Linked DNA regions of Gossypium hirsutum: region 2 is linked to region 1. The links are chromatin contacts, called in public Hi-C maps. All regions are on one chromosome and are shown on one strand. The core of a region is the stretch at or near the end of the contact, and the rest is flanking DNA. Distances in the headings are between cores, read along the strand shown. Region 1 holds the start of LOC107894137. Region 2 overlaps LOC107894941.

Region 1 (7,338 bases), core at 2,277-4,776:
TACAAAAGCACCAGGTGAATATGGATTCCCTCCTTTATTTTATCAGAAGTGTTGGCATGTCATTGGGGAAGATGTCACATCCTTTTGCCTACTACTTTTGAATGGAGGTATGGATGTTAGTTGAATTAATGCTACTCATATTGTGTTAATTCCTAAAATGGTCAATCCTTCCAATATTACTCTTTTTTGGCCCATTAGTTTATGCAACGTACTTTATAAACTAATTGCAATTAGGTTATAGCAAATCGCTTTAGAGAAGTGTTAGAAAAATGCATTGATATTGCACAGAGCACTTTTGTGCCCTGGAGGTTAATTTCGGATAATATTTTGTTGGCTTATAAAATTTTACATACCTTAAAATAGAAGAAGATAAGGAAAAAGGGGTTTATGGCGGTGAAACTTGACTTGAGTAAAGCGTATGATAGGGTTGAATGAAGCTTTGTTAAGGAAATGATAATGTGAATGGGTTTTGATCCAGGCTGGATTGAATCTCTCATGAAATGTGTGTCCACAGTTTCTTATTCAGTGGCCTTTAATGGTCATGTGGGAGAAAAGTTTCGTCTAACTAGAAGACTAAGACAGGGTGATCCTTTGAGCCCATTTCTATTTTTAATATGTGGAGATGGCTTATCTAGTCTTATGCGACTTGCAATGAGGGAAGGATTATTGAGAGGGGTTAAGGCCAGTAGAAGTGGTCCACAGGTCTCACATTTGATATTTGTAGATGAATGTATTTTGTTTGAGGAGGCAACAAACAGAGGAGCTCATTTATTAAAGAGAATTTTGCTCATATATGGAAATTGTTCAGCCTAGTGTGTCAATTATGACAAATCTACCATCTTTTTCAGTACTAATACGCAGGAGGAAGAAAGAAGAATGGTTGCTAGTATACTTGGTGTGCGCCGTTCAAATGACCTAGAACATTATCTTGGCTTTCCCAACATGGTGGGTAGAAGGAAAAAATCATCTTTCCAAACTTTAAAGGATAGATTTAAGTAGCAAATTGATAATTGAAGTGTTAGGCATCTATCTCAAGGTGGGAAAGAAGTGTTCATAAAGGTTATTCTTCAGTTTATAAAAACCTATACAATAGCTTGTTTTTAACTACCTAAGTCATTATGTGTTGACCTGGAGAGTATTATTGCAAATTTCTGGGGGCAAAAGGGTCGTGGCAAGCAGGGTATTCACTGGTGTGTTTGGAGGGATCTTTGTACCTTAAAAGAAAATAGTGGTTTGGGGTTCTGAAATCTTGGACAATTTAATTTTGCGTTATTAGCCAAGCAAGGTTGGCGTCTTGTTAATTTTACAAATTCTATGTTAGTTAGAGTTTTGAAAACCAAATACTATCCAAATTTGAATTTTATTAATGCACAGTTAGGGAATTTACCTTTGTTCATCTGGAAGAGTGTTTGGGCAGCAAAGGGTCTTTTAAAAAGTGGATTGTGCTAAAGGGTTGGTAGGGGGTTCAAATATCTGTTTGGGATGATCTGTGGATACCGGAAGTCGATGCAAATAGATTAAGCAACATTAGCAATAATGAAGAACTCAAGTTAGTTTCGGATCTAATTGATGCTAGAAATAAAACTTGGAAGGCTGACTTAATCGCTAATACCTTTCATGCGGACATTCCACAGAAAATTTTGCAAATTCATTTGGTGAAAGCAGCACAAGACGATTTCCAAGTTTGGAGAGGAGAACCTTCTGGCGAATTCTCAGTCAAAAGCGTCATAAACTATTACAATAAACTAATTTGGGTCTTAGTGATAATTTAATACAAACCGAGATTAAGGATTTTTACAAGAAACTATGGAATTTACATCTTCCTTCAAAAATTACAATTACTATATAGAAAATCTCTTGGAACTATATTCCTACTCTAATAAATTTCAGGCATAAAAGAGTGTTAGTGAATGTTTCTTGTCCCCGGTGTCGCAGTTCGGAAGAGGACAGCAATCACATTTTTCGACACTGCCCTACAACAATAGAGGTATGGCAGAACTTAAATCTTTTTTGGATTTTTAATAATATGATTCAAAGTATTTGGGAGTGGCTTATTTGGGTATTCAATATAGGTACTAGTAAACAATGTCGACTCTTTTGTTGTGCATTATGGTTAATCTAGATTTCAAGAAATCAGTTAATACATGAAGGAAAAATCATGGCGAAAAGGGATTTTTCGAAACGAATCCAAAGTCATATGGTAGAGTTAAATGGTCTGGAGGAGAAGCCACTTACCTTAAGTGTTGATAGAGGGCACAGACAACTTGAAGGAAATATGAGGGTGACAATTTATTTTGATACAGCCTTTGACAGACGATCTTCCAAATTGGCTTCAAGACTGGTGGTTCGGGGCTTGATGGGCAAGATTTTAGCCTCGAAGATAGTCATACATAGCGCAATCTCATCTCCGTTTGCGGCAGAAGCACATGCAGGTTTGCAAGTTGTTCAATTAAGAATCTCAATGGGATTTAATTCATTAGAAATTATGGGGGATTCAAGAACAGTTATTAGAGATATTCAAAGCAAAAAGGTCCATTTTGAAGAAATTGATTTCTAGTTCATAGATCAGAAAATGAATGTGCCCATAATCTTGTGCACGAAGTGTTGAAAAATGGAGAGGGAAAGTACTTGTGGGAGCTGTACCGGATTACGTCTGTCGTGCACTGGAAGAAAGATGACCGAGACACCTAGATTGAGGCGGTTTCATGGAAGAACTACAAAGAAAATAGATTGCAGAAGAAAAAAAAATTTTGGAAACTATTGTGGTTTGAACTGCTGGGACAGAGATGTGAAGAGGCAACAAATTTATGGAGTCCAACTGTTGATGTTGACTGGATTAGGAATTAGGTTTCCTTTTTCTTTATTTTTTGTTTTTTGTTTTCTAGGCCTTTTTCTGTTATTACATTGTTGGCCGCCTACTCTTTACATTTAGTTTTGATTATTTCTCTTTTAGGATTAATTCCAGTGATTTTTGAGAACTAATTTAATGTTTTTTTTTGGTCTGTTTTTATGCTTTAATAAATATCCAGTCCGTTTACTCAAAAAAAATATAACATCTAAAAAAAGACAGAAAAATTAAATTAAAAAACTAAAATATAAATTTGGAAAGCTAAAAAAATAATTATGCAAAAACGAAATGGAGAAGAAACAAGGCGGCAAAACCAAACCCGAGGGTTGATATTGTGATTGACTGGGCTACTGGTGGGTCCCTTCTGACCACGGCATTCAAATCCCCAAAATTTCCATTTTGGAAACCGTTCTAGACGACCGCCTTTATTAAGGAACCCAAAAAATTACTAAGAAAAACAATAAAAGAAACTCCATTATGACCTAAGAATATTCTCCTCCAACGCGCCTGCATCTCCATCATTACTCACGCTCTCTCTTTTCTGTCTCTACTTCGGTCTCATTGTATATAATAGTGTCCCCCTTCTCCCCTCACCTCACCTCGAGTTCGCTCATTCGCGACTCTTCTTTCAAATACTCTCTACGAAAATAATATAAAGTAAAATTCATACCCACGGCATGGAAGATTCAAACAGCAAGAAGCGAGTTAGAGGTGACTCGGCCGAGTCTGACCTAGACTCACCTATGGTGAAGAGACTCAGAGACGATTTATTAGATCTCCTTGAGGACTCTGATTCTTTGCCTGTTAACCAAGACCTCGCATTGGTTATTAAGAGTTTCGAAGAGGAGATATTGGCAGCGTCATCAACTTCAAATGCAAAGGAGCCGCTGTTGAATCCGAAATCAGATTCCAGCGAACCTCAACCGGATCTTGTTTACCTTTTGGAGGCTTCCGATGATGATCTTGGTTTACCTCCTCCTATGGCTACCACAACTTCAAGTGACGAAATAAGGAGCGAGGTTACTGAGTTGCTGAGACTCGACACTGACTCGTCAGGAACCGGTGAGTTATTGGAATTTGGGGATCAGATCCCTAACTTTGACTTGTTCGGGTTCGGAATCGGAGATAACTACGGGGGTGGCCATGTGACGTATGGCGGATTGTTCGAATATCCCGATGTCTATTACGATTCGTCTGAGTTTTCTGCATTGTTGTGGCGGCCGGAAACTCTGTCGGCGGAATAAAAATTCAACCTAAAAACAAAGGAAAAAGGCAAAATTAAACCTAACGAAACCAAACATAGTTGGGGGGTTTCAAAGGAAGACAAGGCATAGCCGATCTGTAAATTCATTAAATCTTTTTGGGTTTGTCTCAGTATTTTTTAGTATTTGATTAAAAGAAGTTAAATGTACAATCAGGATTAGAAATTTGAAATGAAAAGATACGTTTTAATGGAATGAATGATGTTTTCGCTCCATAGCTTAGTAACAAATTGAAGTGGTTTCCCTTTTTTCATGAGTAGAAAATGAAAAGAAGAATAAAAATGGTGGATGAGGAATACAATTTTAGTTTCCCTCAGACCTGAATCAGATACTAATAATAGATTCTCGACTTTGATAAGGGCGTTGTGCTGTGTGTGGTCCCACTATGTGGGAGCCCACTTCTACGTGTGCCTTTCGTATAAGGTTGCTAAAACAAAAAAGTGTGTTGCAAGTCAGAAAAGAAAAACAAAAAAATGTGAGGGAAAATATTTTTCTTTAATAAATATCAACCTTCCTTTTGGGGTTTGTGTACTTCAATTTTCGTTTTGGGTGTAGTTTTGGGTTTTTGGCTTTCAAATTCCGTCCTTTTTAGATGATATTATCAAAATTTTTTTAAAAGATTGCTTAGGATTATTTATTGATAGTTTTATTTGAGTTGTATAGTTTTTATTATGGTTTGTTTGTAATGTTGTAGTAAGACTTTGATTATAATGAAATTCTTTTTAGACTTTTAAAGTTATGTGGTTTTTACCCTTTACTTAAGGGGTTTTTCACATAAAAATTACGTGTCTCGATTTATTATTTTTTCTTGTGATACTATGGTTTGTTTGCATCAATTATTGATATATTGTGTTATTGGGTTTACTATAATTATCAAATTCATTTTTCAGGAGTGAAAGAATACTAATTCTGCTTCTGTAGTATTTTATCGGGTTTGGTTTCGTCCCAAAAAATTGGTGTCAAGAGCTAAGTTGGTTCTCATGTTCAGTAATCATGGAAATTAACACTAGTAAGATGATTATGCTGAATGACACAAATTATTAACTTTGGCCAAATAAGATGAAAGATCTTCTATTTGTGAATGTAACACTTGAGTATCTCTATTGAATCAATTGGGGGATTAAAAAATTTGAGTGATCAAATTACGATAAGTTGGATCTTAATCTTGATTCAGTTACGATGGAACTGACTGGTTCTAAAGTGGGAGACAAAATTATTAATGATGAATTGTAGAGACAATCAATGAAAATCCTGCTAAAGGTGTAGATATATATAGGGGGAGACAAAATTATCTCAATTCTATTTACCAAAATTTCACTTTAAAGTATCTTATTCTTCAGTCGCTCTAAAGAAGAAAATTTAGCTAAAGAAAGCTCTGCATGCCGTATATAACACCCCATACCTAGTCCGATCGCTGGACCCGGGTTATAAGGTGCTACAAACAAATTCAGTACATTTGATTACATTTCATAGTTCAAATATCAATTCAATATCAATATATTCATATATAATTAAGTACAATATGCAATTAAATCAATTTTGGGTTTATATCGAGCTTAGAAAGCTTAAAACCAACCCGATATCAATCAGGGATCAAATCGGAATAAAAATAAAAAAATAGGAAATTTTACAAACAGGGGTTATGTAACACCCCTTACCCGTATTCAATGCCAAAACAGGATACGAGGCATTACCGGACTTACAAAGCAAGCAAACATACAATTTCGGGTCATAAATTTTCATCCAAATTAAAACCATTCGCATTCAATCACTAAGTCCCTAATATGAGCCTACGAGGCTTGAAACATACTTTTGAAGTGATTTGGGACTAAACCGAACACTTAAGAAAATTTTACAAAACTTAGAAAATTTTTGCTATGAACAGGGGTCACACACCCGTGTGGGCAGGCCGTGTGGTCACACACGCCCGTGTCCTTAACCTGTGTAACTCTCTGTTTTGTAATGCATGAACAAATTGATGTCACACAGCCAAGTCACACGCCTGTGTACTAGACCGTGTGATTAATTTAATTTTCATAAAATAGGTGCAGACTTCACACAGTCGGGACACACAATCGTGCTTAAGACCGTGTCCCTCACACGGCTGAGACACACGCCCGTGTCTCTATCCGTGTGCTCAATCCTGAGCATTCTGCTTTTCAAAATTAAGGTGTAGGGGACACACGACCAGAACACATGCCCATGGGGCAGACCGTATGTCACACACGGCTTAGACATACGCCCGTGTGTCTACCCGTGTGGACAAAATAAAGGCTATTTACCAAGCCATTTATCACCCTCCTTTACACCTACACATACACAAGTTCAATGGCATAATCCATGGCATGTTTAAGCAACCAAAACATCCATAAACAAGGCTAAATCATATCATTCATTACCAACACTTAACATATTTACTGTAGCATAATTTACCAAATTAATTCATACCAAACTCACATTCACAAGTATCAACATGAATACTTCCATCATGCATAATTTACCTTGTGTCACACACGGCCTAGAAACAAGCCCGTATGCCTACCCGGGTTGACAATATAAGGCTATTTACCAAGTCTCATTGCCACCCTTACATATGTAGTTCTATACAAATACCAACCAATACCAAAACAAGCATAATTCCTATAACCAAATTAGCTACAATAGACATTCATTCAACCATGATAATGCATATTTTGTAAATTCAAAATGAATGTTAGCTGTCATTCAAAGTTTAATACAAATTGAAGGGTTTCCAACCTAAGCCAATACATATGGCCAAACCTTAATGACACAAAATAATAAAGTCTAAGTCCTATACATGCCATATTCAAAAATATAAGTCCAACTATACCGAATGCTTTAGTTGATAGTGTGATCGATATCTCTGACTTTTAGTGATCCTTGAGCTAGTTAGGCGGCACTGTAAGGAAATGAAAAGGGAAGGGAGTAAGCATAACAGCTTAGTAAGTTGCATATAAGTAAGTATACAACAACAATTTATCAATAATCAACACGCTCATAACACCAAGTAGGCATAAGCATAACTTACTCATTACCATCCATACAAGTCACATATTATATATTGAGCTCATATCTCATACGTACCAATTAGGTACCTATACCACTCACAACATGGTTATACTTTCCTCATTAACTTAAGAACATAACTTTCACTGTTGAACCATTCGGAATACTATCGGATATTACATAAGCCTCAAGCATAGGGTA
Region 2 (7,338 bases), core at 3,568-6,067, 200 kb before region 1:
AAAAATTTAAAAGTGAAGTTTTTTTCGGAGTTGAGAGATCCATATCGCCGTCAAAGAAAAACTACCAACCTCTAGCCTATGATAAATTAAATCTCTAATTAATAAACAAAAGATTAACTAATTTAGAATTTGGGCTTCAATATGAATTAGCTATTAATTAACTAGTATTACCTCTTGGGTTTTATTAATTAATTAATCAGTGGATACTTGTTTATCTCTTGACCTCACTTTCTCTGCCAGGATAATTATGATTTACTTGGTTTGACTTATCTCCCGATTTGTCTCCCTTATGATTACTTATTAGGGTTATAAACCTAATAATTTAAGAACATATAATTTATATCAACTAATCCTATTATGAACTCTTATTCTTTTGTTAATTAATCGACTTGATTAATTAATTAGTTCAATAAATGAAACATGCAAAATATGAATAAGGCATAATAACCTATTCAATTATTCATACAAACATTAATTGTCTAGATTAAAGAAAGATAAATAAAAGAATAGAAGAGAAGAGATAAAAGAATGCTCATGAATAATTATATTGAAGTGTGGATCTAGAGCAATCTTCGCTCACAAATGTCTTCACATTGGAGCAAGATCTTCCGACTATGGAAGAACAAAAGAAAACTAAAACTAAAGAATTGAAGAAGTGCTTGATGAATAGGTTGATGGATTGATGCCCTAATTTGTGTACATAAGTCTCTTATTTATAGGATAAATATGTGCCCGATATACCCTCGATATGCTCCCGATACTTTGGGTGCAAGTAAGAAATAAAATCTCTGGAAATCTACCAAAATATAATTGCCGACATCATCCTTTCTTGTAGCCCACATTCAGGTTTTTTGGCTCAATACAGGTTGATGTGGCTCAACATAAGGCTTCCTATTGCAACAAAAACCTTGAGTGTCATGCCACACATATTGCATGTCGTGCCACACAAGGCATTTTGTGGCTTTGAACATTTTTCTCATGCTTTCACAGCCCGGTAAGCTTGTGCATCACTTGCCCCAAGTTCTTACGTCAGTTGGCTCTAAAATTAAGCCTCCTACACACTTAAATACCCAAATTAAACCTACCTAAGACCATGTCAGCCTAATAGGTCATCAACACTAAAAAATGTGTTAAAAACACTTATATTTATTAACTTTTAATCCTAACCTAATAATACTGAAAATATAGTAATTAATTATGAAGTTCGTAGAAAACAAACTCGTTAAGTGCAAAGATGACCTAAAATAACTACTACAAGTGATGTCAGGTCATTTCCATGTGTGGGATAAATGTATACAATGTAAATTGATGTGAATTGATGTATTGGTTGATAATAAAATATGTAATGAATACCCTATTAACTGTTCGAGTAGAATCAGATATAATTGGCATGCTATAGGATAGGAAGAGTTCATGGTTACTTCAATTACGAGTCGATGAGGCACTGGGTGTCAAACTTACTGGTTAGCGTTGGACGCAACTATTTACTTCAGGTTTATCCCATGAGGCACTGGGTGCCAAATTATTGTGTTTGTTGGATCGGTGTATCCGTTTGAGCTCGAATTGTGTTAATAGGGGGAATAAATTATAAAACTAAAATGTTTATAATGAAAATGGTGATGTTGAGTAAGTTTACAAATTCAAGTGAATGAATATTCTATAAGAGATGTGAATTGTTATTGGGATGGCAAATAGTTAGAAAAGAAAAGTATTTGTGGAAAATATTGAAACAATGACATATAAGTTCATTGACTTCATGAATTTGAAAATGGTAATAGGTTGTGCTATCATATGACTTGAAAAATCAAGGATTTGTGAAGTGTTTATCATGTTTTCATATTGGTAAATTGTATTAGTTTGTTTCAAGAATGTAATAAATGATCATGGCATGTTGATAGCATATCAACATTTATTTTTAACTTATGCTACTAAAATAATTTTTGTTATGCTTAATTGTTTGGATTATAGAAATACCACTAAGTTATACTTAGTGTACGGTTTGTTTTCCATGCGTAGGTTAGGTACTTTACGATTTGATCATCGACTCAACATCTAGTGGCAATCTTAGACTCAATCATTGGTGATGTTTTAAATTTTGGTCATGGCATGTACTAAGGTGTCATTTGGGCATTTAATGTTTTATTTTTGGATTCTTGTAGCATTTTGAGAAATTATGTATATGTTTATGTATATATGTGTGTCATGGCAATGATCATGAAAATGGCATCCTGATGAGTAGTTTGCCTTGTATATTTGCTTGCTTAGATGGTGATATGATGATCTACCAAGGAATAGGTGTATAAGGTAATTTATAAGCTTATGTATGCTTGAAATGTTTTGGTAGACTTGATGCATAAATCATGAGATTGCTTGGATGACTATTTGATGCATTACTAGTTGGTAATTGAAGTGTCATGGAAGGTTTATTGAATTGATATGAATATGATCTTTTGGTCAGTTTTGAATTGTTGATTGAGGTGCCAAATTCTGGCATATTGGTTAGGCACTTAGGTTGGTTGTTATAAGTGATATTTTGGTATGATTTTGATGCTTTTGAATTGGTTGAAACATGATTTAATGGTTACTTGAGGCCTAAGTGATTTAAGGTTGAACACTTGTATCAAAAGGTATTTTTTAGGTACATATGGCCTGGCACACGACCTGGCACACGACCGTGTGCCTTACACGATACCAGACACGACTGTGTGGCCTGTAGGATTTGGATGATTTTTGGTGCATACAGCCACAATCTGTTACATGGTCCAACGGCATTGGCCATGTGACATCTTTTTTATTATTTACACTTTTAACCCACACGACCTTGGTAAGTGTACACGACTGTTTGCACAACTGTGTGACTCCAACCCCACACGATATCAATTTGTTGCATGGCTTGCTTACACGATCATGTGTCCCATCTAGAGGTGATCATGGGCCGGGCCGGGCCGGATTCGGGCCGGGCCAAGATAAAATTTTAGGCCCGTCTACTAGGGCCCGGGCCTGGCCCGGCCTGAAATATGGGCCTAAAATTTTGTCCAAGCCCGGCCCGAAATAAAATTACTAAGCCCGGCCCGGCCCGGCCCATATTAAAATTTTTTTCTTATTTTATTAAATAAAAAAATTTAAAAATATAATAAATCAAATATATTTAAAAACATAAAAAAAATTAAAACAAATAAAAAGAATACTAAAATAATTCTTAAAATAATACACAAATTAACAATATAATAAAAATAGTTATATTAAAAATTTAAAATAATTTTAAAAAATAAAAAATATATATATTAATATATAATTCGGGCCGGGCCGGGCTGGGCCCGGGCCAAAAAGCTCTTACCCGAGGCCCAGCCCGTTTTCTAAATGGGTCTCGTTTTTTTGCCCAAGCCCGTTTTTCGGGCCTATATTTTTACCCAAACCCTCCCATTTTTTGGGCGGGCTTTCGGGTCGGGTCGGGCCGCCCGGCCCATGATCAGCTCTAGTCCCATCCCACATGGCCTTAGCATTTCCACACTGTCAGAGGACACAACCGTGTGACCTCAGTTTGCAGATTTTTCCCATCTTTTTATTTTTACTTCAAATTTATCCCTGTATGATACCAAGTTGGTTTTAAGCTTTCTTAAACTCGATATAAACTCGAAATTGATTGAATTACATGTTACACTTGATCATATTTGATGTAATGATTTTTTATTGAGATTTTGAATTATAAATTGCATGTGATTGTTTGGTATTTGTTCGTAGCATCCTATAGCTCGGGTTCAGTGACTGAATCGGGTAAAGGGTGTTACATAAATGGTATCTAAATATTAATTAGGTAAAAATAAAGTTAAATAATTATAATATCTAATATAAATTAAGTATTTAATTTATTTTTTATTTAAATTTTTGTAATTATTATCTTGAATTTAAAAATAACTTATTCAAAGTAAGCCCAACCCTCTATCAATAATTCTGGCTTCGCCCCCTTCATAAGAGCCCATTTTATACATTCTTTCTCAAATTGCCATAATCAGTTCATACACGAAAAAGTCAAAAGAAATAAAATACCTGTTCTTTTGGAAATAAAAAAAATCTAAAGATTATAAAAAACAAAAAATAAGGGGGAAATGTGCAAAGATAAAGACTTAATGAAGAGAGTGATCTAGATGAAGTATAGGAGTGAGATTGCAGTTTGGTGAGTATTTTGAGCTTGAATTGCATTATTTGTTCTTTTATAGTGGATTACTCTTTGAATAAGTCCCTGCAAATGCAAGAAATTTTCGAACTATGTAACCAAGCTTTTGAACGTAATTATTAGTAAATTTGTCCAGACGTAACTAAACAAAAATCTAAAAAGTGAATTCAATGATTTTCATTGTTTATAAAGCAAATAAAATTTCAAAAATAAAATCGTTTAAAAGCAAATAAAATGAAAATCATTATTTGAAAAAAAGAATTGAAGCAAAAATTGGAGAAACCCACGATGCATATATATTCAATTTCTGAATGGAGATGTGATAGGGATAATCGAATGCTTCGAATACTTTTTAACATAATGGTGTTGAGGATTGTGAGTTGTAATATGATGTTGGCCAACATTAGCAACTTAACTATAGCGATAGATTCCAGGGTCATTTCATTTATTTATCTCAATGAGTGGAAAAATGGATCAGAAGTATTTCATTCCTTTAGCTCCGCAACATGAAAACCACATAGCCCATAATTTTACTTGGAGCGTAACAATTTATATCGGCCTTAAGGCTTAAAATCCAAAATCATTTATATATGAAGAGTAGGCCCAGTTTTTTTTCTTTATTTCTTTTTTCTTTTTGGGTCTATTTAAGGACTGCCGTTTTATGTTTAGTACGAGGTGAGCGAAGAGACAGGGATGCGAGCTGGCTCAGCATTAACCCAAAAATAATAGGTGAAAATCGAATTTCATAGTTTATGTTTACTAAGAGCTTGATTTGATAAGTGATACAAATTTAATCATTAATTTTTTTTATTAGTCGTTAAATCGGTAAACATAAATAAATTTAATTATTATAGTAAATATATATTTTCTTCAAAAAAAGCAAGTGTATATCTTTGAAGGGGCATTTAGTCCATGAATTTTTATATTGTTAGTTGTAATGTAAGATTTTGGGGTTAACATTTATTTTGTTATTTTTTCATTTATTAATTTTCAATACAATGATTATCATCATTCAAATGTGTAAGATCTACTTTTGTAAGCAAGTCCTTGAAACATAGAAAAAACCTTCATCTATTTACATTCCTTTGTCTTTTGACACGCTTTCTCTCTATCTTTTGACACGCTTTCTGTTTTTCTAGAATTGTTCCTGTTTTATTTTTGCTGTTGGGGGTTGTCTACTATTTTCGTGTAGAAAGATAATGGAGGACTCAATTGCTGGGCTTTCATTGGATGATGAAGAGGACGAGACCCTTCAGTTGGAGGTGGAAGAGCCTAATCAAGAGATCTCGTATGAAAATTGTCTAGTTGGAGTTTTTCTTACTTCTAGTGTTGTGCATTTCCAAGCAATGATCGACTTTGGCGAGTGTTTGGCATCCTGTAGGGGGTGTTTCAATTTCAAATCTGGGAAGGGAACGCTATTTATTTTGTTTTTATTATGAAGTGGATGCTAAAAGGGTTATGAAGTCTGGACCATGGAACTTTAATTCTCACCTTCTTATTCTTTATCGATTGAAACCAAGAGAGGATCCTTTAGTTGTTCAGCTAAATTGGGTGGATTTTTAGGTACTTATATATGATCTTCCTCTTGGGTTAATGGCAGATTCTGTGGCGCACTGTTGGGGAATTTTATTGGGGTTTTTTGTGAATACGATACTACTGCTATTCAACTGGGGCATAAACGTATAATAAGAATCAGGGTGAAAATAGATGTTCGGAAGCCGCTGAAGAGAAAAAAGAGGATTGTGTTGAAGAATGGCGATTCAGTATTTGTCCGTTTTGAGTACGAAAAGTTGACCTTATTCTGTTTTCTATGTGGCAGATTGGGACATGGGGAAAGCTTTTGTCCGGTACGAGTTACACAATCACAGACAGAATATGTACGTAATTGGGATATTTCTCTATGTGCTCAATCAAGAAGGAGTCAGTCATGGAAAAGCAAATGGCTTGTGGAAGACGATGGAAGGAAATCTCCTAATTTTGGTAATACAATGTTAACAGGGGAAAGGAGAAATGAAGGGATTCTATCTTCAAATTACATTAATAAAGGTGGGAATTGGGGTTCAATCCCAAAAGTTCCTGTTTTTGTTGCTACTGAAGATAAAGGAAAGTCAACTGTTACTTTAGGCCCATTAAAAATGGGGAACAGGCCCAGACCAATATGGATTTCGATGAGGAAATGGTGACCCATAAGGAAGACAGCAATCCAATAATGTTCAGTGAGGGTCTTAAACGTCCCTGAGTACATGCTACTGTTTCACGAGTTTCTGGATACGAGGATTCAAATAAAACTTTTGGTACTTCTTTGCAGGTACAAAATAATACACGAGTGGCAGGCCTTACTAAGCAGGCCAGCCGAGAGTCATGAAACTCTTAAGCTGGAATGTTCGAGGTTTGGGGAGACCTCAAACTGTTAATCGTCTCTGACACATGTTGAGAGACATAAATCCCACGGTAGTTTTTTAATTGAAACAAAGCTGAAGGGAAGTAGGATGGAAAAAGTTAGGCGTAAGTGTGGTTTTTCTAATAGAATTAATCTGGATTCGTATGGTAGTAGCGGGGGCTTATCTTTGGGGTTGAATAGTGATTGTAAGATTACTCTTCGGTCTTTTTCAAGAAGACACATAGATGTCATGATTGAGGAAGATTTGGATGGGCAAACTTGGAGATGTACGGGGTTTTACGGTGCTCCGGTGGAGATAATGCGTAAAGTATCTTGGGATTTTTTACGCACTTTGAATGATTTTCCAAAAATTCCTTGGATTCTTTTAGGGGATTTTAATAAAATTGTATACTCAATGGAGAAGAAAGGAGGTCTCCCTAGAAGAGAAAGGCAAATGGGTCATTTTCGGGAAGTGATGGAGGACTGTGCTCTTACTGATATTGGTTACAGTGGTCAGTGGTTTACATGGGAAATAGGTCGCACAAATCTCAATAATATTCGAGAACGCCTTGATAGAGGAATTGCGAACTCTATTTGGTGGGACTCATTTCCCGATTTTAAGTTATATCATTTGCAGTATGCATTTTCAGATCATTGCCCTTTGCTGTTGAATACGACTATTGAGAACCAACACCCAAAGTAGTGGCATTTCAGATTTGAAGCTTCGTGGCTTATGGAGGAATCGTGCGAAAGGGAGGTTAGTAGAATTTGGGCTGAGAGTTCG

Evidence for each region. Hi-C and Micro-C count contacts between places; a contact is called where the count stands out from the background.
Region 2: a Hi-C map of hypocotyl shows a contact between it and region 1, with 2.0 times the contacts expected there. The contact joins the enhancer-like site here to the promoter of LOC107894137 in region 1. A contact is called at or near these places in 2 of 34 Hi-C or Micro-C datasets (hypocotyl and leaf).

Annotation. Positions count from the first base shown.
Region 1 is chrA13:11,246,970-11,254,307 of Gossypium_hirsutum_v2.1, reverse strand. LOC107894137 reads left to right here and starts at 3,526. Exons shown (of 1, transcript XM_016819356.2): 1 at 3,526-4,092. The coding sequence starts at 3,526. The coding sequence ends at 4,092.
Region 2 is chrA13:11,445,945-11,453,282 of Gossypium_hirsutum_v2.1, reverse strand. The region is part of intron 4 of LOC107894941; the gene reads right to left. Among protein-coding and RNA genes, the nearest start is that of LOC107894941, 7.1 kb to the right of the region's middle. Within about 2 kb of position 4,817, at least 1 of the 9 cell types and tissues checked has an H3K27ac peak or open chromatin away from gene starts, as enhancers often do. A contact at or near this core is called in hypocotyl, where this site is marked.